2 separate regions of the Gossypium hirsutum genome follow, and region 2 is linked to region 1. A link is a contact called in public Hi-C data. All regions are on one chromosome and are shown on one strand. The core of a region is the stretch at or near the end of the contact, and the rest is flanking DNA. Distances in the headings are between cores, read along the strand shown. Region 1 holds the start of LOC107892083 (subtilisin-like protease SBT1.3). Region 2 overlaps LOC107892045 (cleavage and polyadenylation specificity factor subunit 1).

Evidence for each region. A called contact is a pair of places that touch in the nucleus more often than the background predicts.
Region 2: a contact with region 1 is called in a Hi-C map of leaf, with 2.0 times the contacts expected there. The contact joins the enhancer-like site here to the promoter of LOC107892083 in region 1. A contact is called at or near these places in 8 of 34 Hi-C or Micro-C datasets (callus, leaf and petal).

The regions. Positions count from the first base shown.
Region 1 is chrD09:22,615,571-22,621,942 of Gossypium_hirsutum_v2.1, reverse strand. It overlaps LOC107892083 (subtilisin-like protease SBT1.3), which reads left to right and starts at 3,403. Exons shown (of 1, transcript XM_016817065.2): 1 at 3,403-6,372. The coding sequence starts at 3,963. The coding sequence ends at 6,299.
Region 2 is chrD09:23,021,833-23,028,204 of Gossypium_hirsutum_v2.1, reverse strand. LOC107892045 (cleavage and polyadenylation specificity factor subunit 1) reads left to right here. Exons shown (of 26, transcript XM_016817013.2): 26 at 225-732. The coding sequence ends at 339. It overlaps LOC107892046 (a long non-coding RNA gene), which reads right to left. Exons shown (of 2, transcript XR_001682421.2): 2 at 5,408-5,734. Among protein-coding and RNA genes, the nearest start is that of LOC107892046, 5.0 kb to the right of the region's middle. Within about 2 kb of position 2,479, at least 3 of the 9 cell types and tissues checked have an H3K27ac peak or open chromatin away from gene starts, as enhancers often do. A contact at or near this core is called in leaf, where this site is marked.

The DNA of each region.
Region 1 (6,372 bases), core at 2,154-4,653:
TCAATGTGAGTCATCTGGTAGGGCCTTAGTTCCCCGTGGTGCTAATATTGCTCTTAGTGCTGCAGAATCTTTTGGTTCTTCAAGTTCATCTCGATCTTCTCAGCACATCTACATATATGCGGAAGCTTTAATGGACAGTGTGTGAGAGAACGAAGAAGTTATTGCCTCATGGACACGAGCTAACAATAGTGGCCACAATAGGCTAAGGATGGAGGAAGGATCACAGAGCACTAAAGGCAATAGTGGTGGAAGGTTGGTCTGCCACAGACAAGGCCAAGAACCGGTTGTTCTTGAGTGAGAAGTTACTCCATCCCCCATCCTTTCCATTCCTTAGGTACAAACGGAATTCGCCACTTTCACTGACTTGCCCACTTAGTTTGCAGAACCTCCTTATGCAGAAGGGTATGTCGTGAAGGGCATGTCGTTGCCCCTTATATTCTATTCATACAATATTTTCTATTCTAATATTATGATTTAATTAACCATCGTTCAAGAAGAACTCTTGTATAGTTCTCTATAAATAGAAACTATGAGATAACCTATTTACAAAAAGTTATTAAGCACTATTATTCTATCAAAAAATAGTGGCAAATTATTTTTAGAATAAATTCTATTTTTTGGAGCTCATAGTTTCCGATTCCATAGAGGGAATTAACTTTCCCATTAAAAGTTAATGAAATTTTCATTTTGTGCATTCAATTTGTTTTGTTTGAGCTCACACTCAAAACAATTCGAGGTTTGAGGATAGCAAAGAAAATCGTTCGATAGAAAGTCGGGAAACAACTTTGACTGTCTCACACAAAGAATAAATAATAATTTGGTTAAGGGTTTATTACTATAAATATCACAAAGCATGGTTTTAAGAAAAAATTTAAACTTTTATTATGCCTAAAAACACTATTTTCTAAACTGATTTTTTCAATAGTGTTGAGCTAGGGCATATATAATTAGTGCTTAAATAATTTATAATTAAGTTTCGACTCTTTTTTATTAATTATAAAACATTTAGTCATGAAGTCAGTCTACTAAAAGTACCATGACTGACTTCCCATTATAAATCAATACAAAAGCAACTTAAATTTATGCCTTCATTTACTAATCTTGTCATTAATGTGTTACCCTCATAAGATATCATTAATCCCTTTGAGTTCGTTCACCCAATTTGATTCTATTTTATCTTGTAGTCATCATTGCATCTTCTATGATTATCGTGATTGACTGCAAAACAATTGCTCATTTTGATTCCTCAAACTACAAAACATTTAGACTATCTACTAATATAAGTTGTCTTTGTCCATTATAAAGCAACTTAATATTAGCTAAACTTTAGATAATCAATGAACTAATATTTGTTTATTCATGTAAAAATCATTGAAGACAATCATATAAAAAATAATAATTTAACTAGAAAATTTTATTTAATTAATCCATGCTAAAAATTACAAAAAATAATGATGAATCATTATACTAATGTCACAAATTTCTAATATCAATTTCCCTTTTGATTTTTAAGTTACGTGGGAAACAATTTTAATTACACGTATCTAAAAATTGTAGCGTTGAATTATCACGCCAAATTAGTCATATATGTAAAAAAAAAAATTATTGGCTAAATAGGTCGTGTTTTTTTTTATAAAAAGTTTAGGAAAATAGACTGATTTTAAAGAGAGTGTGTGAAAGTGAGTCCTATATAGGTGATAGAAAAGCGCACCTCCTTTCAATCACATTTTTTTTTACTTTTTAATATTAGTATATATGGCCAGAAGGTTAAATGCTAATGGTTTTGTCCTCGAGTCTTGGGTTTGATTATTCTCCCAATCACATTTGTATTTTTTATTTCATGTTGTTTTAAGATTTTTTTAATTTTAATTAATGTTTTTAACATATCAGCTCCCTTGGTTAAAAATAATGATTTTATCCTTTAGTCTCATATTCAATTCCTCCTCTTCTAAACACATTTGTAATTTTTATTTCAAGCTTTTTTTATTTTTAATTAATAAATATATTGCTTTCAATTTTTTAATTCATATTTTTAATTAATATCCCTTTTGTTTATAAAATCAAATAATCATTACAAATATTATTATTTTTAGTAAATATAATTTTGATATGTGTAATATTTATTTTTAACCCATATCATAAGTGTAGTAAATTTAAGTATTACATATTTTTTATGTCTATTTAAAATATTTCACATATAAATATAATTATATTTGAAATAATTTTTTCATCTTATAATACTAGAAATCACCAAACCCATAACATACGTAGAGAAAATAAATATATCAAAAATATTAGCTGATGTTTATATTATATATAAAGGAGTAATTAATTTCAAATATCTTTAACATAATGATATATGTAAAATATATTTTTTTATTATATAATCACATATTTATTATTTGATTTTATGAATAAAAGAGAAATTAATTAAAAAGATTAATTAAAAATAAAAAAATTAAAATTTTATTAATTAAAAATTAAAAAAAGCATGAAATAAAATTACAAATGTGTTTAGAAGAGGAGGAATTGAACTTGGGACTTAAGGATAAAATCATTATTATTTAATCATTTAATCAAGGAAGCTAACATGTTAAAACCATTAATTATAAATAATAAAAATCTTGAAACAACCTAAAATAAAAAACACAAATGTGAGTGAAAGAGGAATCGAACTCAATATTCAAGTAACAAAACCATTAATATTTAATTATTTAACTAAAGATACTAATTATATTTTAAAAAAGTAAAAAAAAATAATTTAAATGGATAGCGCATCCAACTGGACGTATTTTTTATCACCTATACAAAAAATACGTTCAATTAGACACACTTTTATACCATTTCTAAAAAATCGATCTATTTACCTAAAATAAAATAAAAAAACGAATTATTTAACCAATAATTTTTTTGGGGACATATATGAGTACTACATTACAACTTTTCTCTACCCAATCAAGTTTAAAAAATAGAAAAAAGAAAATCGATGAATTGGATCACCACAATTTAGCCCAAAGAAAAAACACAGTCAACCCCTCTCACAGGGTAGGAATGATTTCGAGGTATAGATAGACATAGTAACGGGCAGCTTTAACTATTGCTGCCTCGATTTGAGGAAAATATAAAATCCAAGACAAAAATTTCAATTATACACCATTATAAATATCCCCGTTTGCAATATCATCACCATTATTTGAATTTGCATTGCAACATTCGTCACCGTTAGTTATACCATCACCATCACTTAATTACTAACATAATTATTGGTTTCTCAATATGAAAAAGCTTGAGTGCATTTTGTTTTGAATATCAACCAAAAAGAAAGAAAAAACTAAAGATTTTGGAAGATGACGGGGAAACCAAAAAGGAAATTTTGGGCATTTTTAAAATGAGAAAGACGAATGTAATAACCCATTTTTCTTTCTTACTCTGACAACGCCACAGTTGCTTTACATGCATCATGTGATCGTGGGGGACCCGAAACTTGGCATACGGAAAGCACCAACGGCACAGCATTAAAAGAAATTGTGTATAATGTTAAAAGACCATTAACTCGGTCTCATCCAACCACGCTTAAAAGTCTTCATGCCTTTTCTCACCTCTGATTTCATCTAATGAAAAGCGGACAAGTTGAAGGATCACTCGTTGCTTGTGTGAGCTTTCATTAATTATTATTATGTTTTAGGTAACCATAGGAAGAAGCCATTAACAACGGCATGAAAAACAGCTAGTTTCTCTGCAAACAAGATAAACTTTTAAACTTTTTACCACTCCACCCCCCCCCAACCAGTTAAGTTTCTTAACTCCACCTACCAAGCATTCAAGAAGCACCAACCAACTTAATTACCAGCTTAACAAGACAGTACAGGTTTCTGGGATATTTGTAGTCTCTCAAGGACATCACCACCTCCACTCACCTTCCCATTTTTCTCTAGCACCCCCTAAAAAGCTTGTGCTTGGATATGGCTGAAAACCCAGTAAAATGGCTGTTTCTCATTCTAGCAAGCTGCCTGTGTTTCGCTTTCGTCCTCTCGGAAAGCAACTTATTGATAAAGAAGACCTACATCGTCCAAATGCACAAGTCTGCAATGCCAGCATCATTCTCAAGTCCTCTGGAATGGTACTCATCGAAATTAAAGTCGGTAATGTCCGATACCCAGAGTGAAGGTGAAGGAGATGGTGAAAATAGGATCATCTATAGCTACCAAAATGCTTTTCATGGTGTTGCCGCTCAGTTAACTGAAGAAGAAGCTGAGAGGCTAAAACAAGAAGATGGTGTAGTTGCTATACTTCCAGAGACCAAGTATGAATTACACACCACAAGGAGTCCTATGTTCCTTGGATTAGAACCAGAAGAAAGTACTAGCATCTGGTCTCAAAAACTTGCAGATCATGATGTCATAGTTGGGGTACTTGACACTGGAATTTGGCCGGAAAGTGCTAGCTTTAATGATACAGGGATGACACCGGTTCCTGCTCACTGGAAAGGAACATGTGAAACTGGACGAGGCTTTCAAAAGTATCACTGCAACAGGAAAATTGTGGGTGCAAGAGTGTTCTACCGGGGATATGAAGCTGCCACTGGGAAAATCAATGAGAAAAACGAATATAAATCACCTCGAGATCAAGATGGACATGGTACTCACACAGCAGCCACTGTTGCTGGCTCTCCGGTACGAGGTGCAAATCTTCTTGGTTATGCCTATGGAACAGCTAGAGGAATGGCTCCTGGTGCAAGAATTGCAGCTTACAAGGTTTGCTGGACTGGTGGGTGCTTCAGCTCGGATATTCTGTCGGCGGTTGATAGAGCGGTGGGTGATGGAGTGAATGTGTTGTCGATATCTTTGGGTGGTGGAGCTTCATCTTACTCTCACGACAGTTTGGCGATAGCAACTTTTGGAGCAATGGAGATGGGTGTTTTTGTCTCTTGCTCAGCTGGCAATGGAGGACCAGATCCTGTCAGCCTCACTAATGTATCACCATGGATCACTACAGTCGGTGCTAGCACCATGGATAGAGATTTTCCAGGTAGTGTTAAGCTAGGGAGTGGGAGAACCATATCTGGAGTTTCACTCTACAAAGGGCGGAGGTTACTGCAGGCAAACAAGCAATACCCTCTTGTTTATATGGGTAGTAACTCAAGCAGCCCTAATCCAAGTTCATTATGCTTAGAGGGAACTTTGGATCCACATGTTGTTTCTGGGAAAATCGTGATATGTGATCGAGGAATAAATCCTAGAGTGCAAAAGGGTCAAGTAGTGAAAGATGCTGGAGGAGTAGGGATGATTTTGACAAACACTGCAGCAAATGGGGAGGAGCTTGTTGCAGATTGTCACCTACTTCCAGCAGTTGCAGTGGGAGAGATGGAAGGGAAAGCAATCAAACATTATGCTTTAACAAATGGGAAACCAACCGCAACTCTAGCCTTTTTAGGTACCAGATTGGGTGTTAGGCCATCACCAGTGGTGGCAGCATTTTCATCTAGAGGACCAAATTTCCTCACACTTGAGATTCTCAAACCTGATGTGGTTGCACCAGGGGTGAACATCCTTGCAGCCTGGACTGGAGAATTGAGTCCATCAAGTCTTCCAACAGATCATAGGAGAGTGAGATTCAACATATTATCAGGGACTTCAATGTCATGCCCTCATGTTAGTGGAATTGCTGCCTTGATCAAGGCCAGACACCCAGATTGGAGTCCTGCAGCAGTTAAATCTGCTCTAATGACAACCGCTTATGTTCATGATAACATCCATAATCCACTCCAAGACTCTTCCACTGCAGCAGCTTCCACTCCCTATGATCATGGAGCTGGTCATATCAACCCTTTGAAAGCTCTAGACCCAGGTTTGATCTATGACATTTCAGCCCAGGATTACTTTGAATTCCTCTGCACACAGAAATTGACTGCAATGCAGCTAAAAGCTTTTAGCAAGCATTCCAACATGTCTTGCCATCACAATACCCTTGCCACTCCAGGAGATTTGAACTACCCAGCAATCTCAGTTGTCTTCCCAGAAGATACAGCCATTTCAACTTTGACTCTCCATAGAACAGTCACAAATGTTGGTCCTCCTGCTTCACATTACCATGTTGTAGTTTCACCATTTAAAGGCGTCACCATTAAAGTTGAGCCCAAAACTCTAAATTTCACTAGAAGAAACCAGAAACTGTCTTACAAGATCAGTTTCACAAGAAAATCCCCACAAACAATGCCTGAGTTTGGAGGGCTGGTGTGGAAGGACGGAGTGCACAAAGTAAGAAGCCCCATTGCTATCACATGGTTACCACCATTTTAAACTAGATTTTCAGTCACCTATGATTCCAAATAAACACTATGTTTTTATATAAGGTCAAGGGGATCTTTAGTTT
Region 2 (6,372 bases), core at 1,230-3,729, 410 kb before region 1:
TAGAATGTATTACTCCACTAAAGCCCAAGAGAAAAATTTCCTCATGAAAATATAACATATATCATTTGCTTTCTTTGTTTAAACTAATATCCCATGCAAATTTGTGAGGTGAGAAATGCTGATAATAACATTGGCTAGAATTATTTAAATCAACAGATCATTTAGCGTATGTGATCAATGGGAACCGTGTAGTAACGGCTGCACATTTTGAAATTGTTTTGCAGTTATGAAATGCTTCCATTGGAGGAACAACTTGAAATTGCTCATCAGATTGGAACGACCCGTTCCCAAATTTTGTCTAATTTAAATGATCTTACTTTGGGAACAAGCTTCTTGTAAAGCAGCAGATATCAAGGCAGGTAGGTTATGGAAAATATTTAACAACTTGTACGGAACAATTCATGAGGAGCGATGCCTGTTGTAGGATGAATGACAGCATTTAAAAGCTTATTCAGATCAGGTTTGGTGTCTTTAGTTCATATGATATTGAGAAAGGAAAACAAATGTTGTATGGTGGATTGTTTTTTATCTGTATGGTGTAGAATCTTGTATCTTGGGGCTAGTAAACAGGACTATAATAGCAGCGCAGTAAATTTTGAAGAAGAGAACAGTTAGCATAGTCTCCAATTTCTGTAATCTTTTGTTAGAAGCCACTACTGAGGCTGTAAACTGCTGATTGCTTTTGAACTTGTGTAGCTGATTAAATAAATGTCTGCACCTGTTTTCTTTTAACATTCCAACATTCCCGGTAAATTTGCAGTCTTTGCTTGTGCCCAGTTGTTCAATCATGTTTGGTAGAACGTCATCAGCCATCTGAATTTATTTTCAAACTGTGGCTCCAACAATGGCTTATTATTGTTCGACATAATAGAGTTCTGTTACAACAACAATTATGAATGTAGGTAAATGTTATTATGATGACAAAAAGAAAAAAAAAAGGGTAAAATACTGAATAGACAGCCTACCAATTTATGATGAAGTTTTGAAAAAGAAGTGTATGTAAGGGTAAAACATCATTTTTTTCATTTTGATGTTTAAGTCAAAACCCAATTATAATCCTACAGCCCCACCTCCGTCCCCAGTTTTATAATGAGCATGCACCCAACTTGTATCCTACCTTTGTTCAGTAGAATCAATACCGGCTGTAAGATGAACTATCTTGGCACTTCCACTTCAATCTTCTCATTATTAGTATGTACGTTCTTAAATTAAATTTAAACCACTGGTGATTAAACACATTACACGATATCATAATCTAGTGATTTACTAGTGTTTAACCTCCATTACCGTTAGGTTAAGGCAGATAATTCAATCACTCCATGACCATAAAGAAATGAAATTAGGTTTACTGTATCGTAACACGTGTGTGTGGGTGAATAACGTGTTGGTACAATGATGACAACACACGTGCACATGACATGGTTCATCATGTTATTCTTTAAGTGTTAACAGATGTTTCTGAAGTGTACAGGTATGGTCTATGGGTGCATTTTTCTTTTAAGGAATGTCCTGCAAAAGTGGAACAATGCTCCTTCATTTCATATCCATTGGCGACCCGATGCTCTGAATAAGGCTAGGCAATCAATATGCCCTTCTGTTGTATGTGAATTTGTTTTTTTTACATTGGAGAGATCTACTTACATCAGTGTAAAATTATTTTTTAATTTACATATTTTCAAATATTTTTATACGATTAATATTTTAATAAATTAATTGTCATATTTTATATTCTATTCATATAAATAATGCATGTTAAATCTGACATAAATTAAAAATTTCTAACTATTAATTTTATATAAAAACTTTTTACTCTTCAATAAATATTAATATATATATTAAATTAACATGATAGATAAATTAAATTGGTTTGAAAATTTATATGTATGACAAATACAGTTATATCGATAAATTTAGTAATTAGATTATTAAAATATTAATGGTACAAAAACATGCTGAAAAATACAAAGATTCAAATGAATTCTTCTCATTGAATTTAATTTAAAAGATTAATATTATGTTTATTTATGAAAAAGTGTTTCAAGGACTTTTAGATACGTTTATTAACATCATTTTAATATAATTTTACATCCAATATCTCAAAACTAAACCATTCTCTCTCCTTATTTCTTAATTCAAAGCATTCAAAAAACAATCTTGAGTACAACACAAGTTCAATTGAAATTTGATCTTGAATTTAATCCTGGATAATTCGGACTCTACCTTTTATAAAAAATATATCTCTTAAAGTTGAATTCCTTAACATTTAAAAAGAAAAAAAAGGTCCATTTACGTCATAATGCCTAAACCATTATCATAAAAAAAGAGGTTTCTGGGTCTCACATATGTTTATCGGTTTGATTTCTCCATCGGTAGCATTAGTCAAAAGCAATATTGTAGGACAGGTAATAATGCAAACCTATAATATGGTCCAATCAATATACAAGACTCGGCTCAATTAATTAATAGAAGTCTTGGAATGGGTCCTATTAATAGAATAGATAGCCATGGTCTGACCCGGATTGACTCCTTGGTTGGGTGGGAGCCAAATATCCAACACTCCATTCTCATGATCATTAGATAGGGTTCCATATTTTTTTATGTTATTACATAATGTACTTTGTATAAATTCAATTTGATAAATTTTAGTTTTTGTATTTTTTGAATTAATTTATTTTAATTTTTATATTTTTTAAATTTAAAATTTTAATTCTAACTAAACGGTTGCAGTTAAAATTTATTTGGTTAAATTATATTATTAGTCATGTATTGTGTATAAAGTTGTAGATTTAGACTGTGTTTTCCAACTGGATCATTTTTAGTCACTATATTTTTTGAATTTTAAAATTTTAATCTTGATGCAAATGATAGTTATTCAACCTATTAACTGGTATTTTTTTGTGAGTAATATGTGAAAATAATAAGCATGACATTACACATATGATAATATATTTGCTACATCAACATTTAAAAAATACTAGAACTTAATGAATTTAATAACTACTATTTACTTAGAATTAAAATTTTAAAACTCTAAAAGTATAAAGATTAGAAATGACTAAACTAAAATATAGGGACTAAATTCACAACTTATAGTCCATGGATTAATAATAGAATTTAAGGCTAAAAAGTGGGTATACAGGTTTAGACCCACCACCAACTAGTTTTGAAGTCCTTATGGTTGGATTTCCTATCTTTATAGCTTTAATTTGGGTTTTGAAGTGGGAAGAAAGGCATATTGTCAAATGTGAATGTCCCTAGAAAATATATGTGGCGGCAACCAAATTGTTTTAAAGCTAATTTTCTCTCAAAAAGCGAAAAAAGAAAAAGAAGAAGAAGAAAAGGAAAATAGGTAAGCGCCATGACAAGTGGGGATTATATTCACAACATTTGTTGCCGGTGAAAGACAACCAAACTTATTGGATGTAATTGATTATGAGTTGACTATATAATATAATATAATATAATATAATATAATATAATATAGTGGTTCTGGAGACCAATTATTCATGAAAATTATTTTTTAAAAATTTCTTTCATGACTAAATTTTGGATATATCCTAAGGTTATTTCCTTTCATAGTAGGAAGTTTTATGTAATTAATGCCTGAAATGCTTGGTGCTGAAAAAAAAGAGATATTTTTTTAATAAAAACAAATTAATTTTTGAATATAAAACAAAACAAATTATTTTAAACTGGAGAAAATTTCCAAACTAGTATACATTCTTGCAATGGATAGGAAAATCGAATTTTCTGAAAATTGATTATCATATTTTCTTATCTCTCAACCTTCAATCATTCAATTAGCTGAAAAACTGATAAAAATAAAAAGAAAAATCGATTTTATAAAAATTGATTTTCTAATTTCGATGTAATCATAAACCAATTCAAATAAAATTTTTAAACAATTTTTTATTTTAGAGTTTGAGTTTACCATCCTCCCTAATTCAGCTTGAACTTTAAAATTTTCTCTTTAAATTTTTAATTAAGTTTTACATCATAATTTGTATTATAATTTATAAATAAAAATTAAAAATGATATTATAAAATAATTCAATAATTTATGTTATAAATTATAAATTACTTCAAAAATTATAAATAATGTCATAAATTATAAATTACTTCAATAATTTTATAAATAAAAATTATATTGATAAATTAAAATATTAAACTTATATTATAAATTAAAAATAAAATTTAAATTTTAAAATAAAAAATTATTTAAATATTATAAAAATAACTTTACAATTTATAAATAACAAAAAATTTCTCTCTCACACGTATGTGTGAGTGTTAAGTGAACTCTGATTAAAAGTGATCATATGTTTGATTAAACACATAATAAGAGTCTTATATGTGAGTGATTACCTAATGATTCATTGTGTAAGTTGAACCTTTATAATTTAGTTATGAAAAATGAATATGTTAGAAAGGCTAAATCAATGCATAAATGAACATAAGAAAATTTTATTAACGGCTTAACATTAATCATGGGATAGGATAAGTATCATTTATTGAGCTTATCGCGTATAGACGTTAGTTGTTTAAACGTGTAGGTTCAAGACTTGATTGAGAAACTTGAGATTTATGGTTTGAGAGTATTGCATCATCATTGAGATTTTGAGGTGGTAGTTCATTTATTTGGTTATCAATTGTATTATGACTCTATACATAAATACTTAAATTGAACTAAGAAATTTTGTAAATTTATTTTATGTTTGGCTATGTACATAAATATTTAGGGTACGTTTGGTTCACTATAATGGAATAGAGCTATAATTGAATAGAGCTGTAATGGAATAAAACTATAATCAATAATTCAATTATTTGGTTGAATGAAATGGAATAAAACTGTAATAGTATTCTTGTGTTTGGTTGAATGGAATGATGTTGTAATAACATAAGAAAAAAACTAAAATGACTAGAATACCCTTAGTAGAATTTTTTTAGGTAGATGATTATTGTTATTGTTATTAAATTTTAATAAGATTATTATTAAAAATAATTTAATAAAAATAATAAATAATTTAACCATATTTTAACATAATAATTATTAAATATAATTTAATAAAATAAAATATAATTTAATAAAATAAAATATAATTTAATAAAATTCTTAATATAATTATTATTACATGAATTAAAAAAATCATAATATATACAATAAAAATAATATATAATCTACTTTATTATTTTTAAATTGCAATACATATTTAATGTGCTAAAATATCATTAGTGAAACAAATAATTTAATTATTTTACAATAAAAAATAAAATATTAGAAGTAATAAATAACTTGAGAATTATATTTCACATCCAAACATAATATTCATATATTAACAAAAAGTTCCATGATTTCATTAGTTTATATGTCATAATCCATATGTTATAAAATTTTACAACATCAAAAAGTTGCAACATTGTAATGACATTCTATCATATCATTATACCATACAAATATTACAAACACAAAAAATTACCAAAATATCATCAACACAACCATGATTTTAATGGTTAGCAAAAAATTTTTTGACCCATTCCAATCGCACAAAAGAAGGTAAACTAAAGAAAATGAGTATTTGCGTTGGATGATCTAAAATTTTGTTCAATGCGCGATAGCGCTCATCCTCAGTTAAATCTTCTACTTCACATAATGTTGAATATAATTTTAGAGCTCTTTCTTGAATGGTCATTTCTGACTTTTGTTGAAGACACATTTAACACATAATGGTTCCAACTGAAAAGTCCAAATAAAAATAAACTTAACAAAAAACCAAAGGCAAAATGGATGGAAAACATGAAAATATCCTTAGCAACCATGTAAATGCCAGATAAAATCTGCAACTTTTGAATCAATCAAAATAGAAAGTTACCTTCAAAATGTAGGGACGGACTAATAACAAGAAAAACCAATAGAAAGTTACAACTACAAACTTAAATATTGAATATTTGAGATTCATTGTGCCAATTTGATATTAAAAAAATTGAAACTTTGAAATTATAAATGAACGAAGCAGATCAAATTAGATTTAAATTAAATATAATATCATTGACTCACTGTGGTAAGCAATCACCAATGATTTGAGCACACATATATGCATAATATATATTTGAAGTCAATATGGTAAGATGGTCCATCCTCATGCAAATGTTATCAATACAAATCAACAATGATTAAAAAAACCATCCCACATTAGCTGCAATCTCAGAGTCAGATCATACAAACAATTGACTATCAAATGATTAAGATGGACTAAGATTCATGCTTGTGTTAAGCAAGAATTGCAAAAGCACAAAGCCTGAGCCAGATTCATGCTTGTGTTAACTTAGTAGTGTTGGATTTGATTTACATGAGACTATTGCATAATTTTAAAT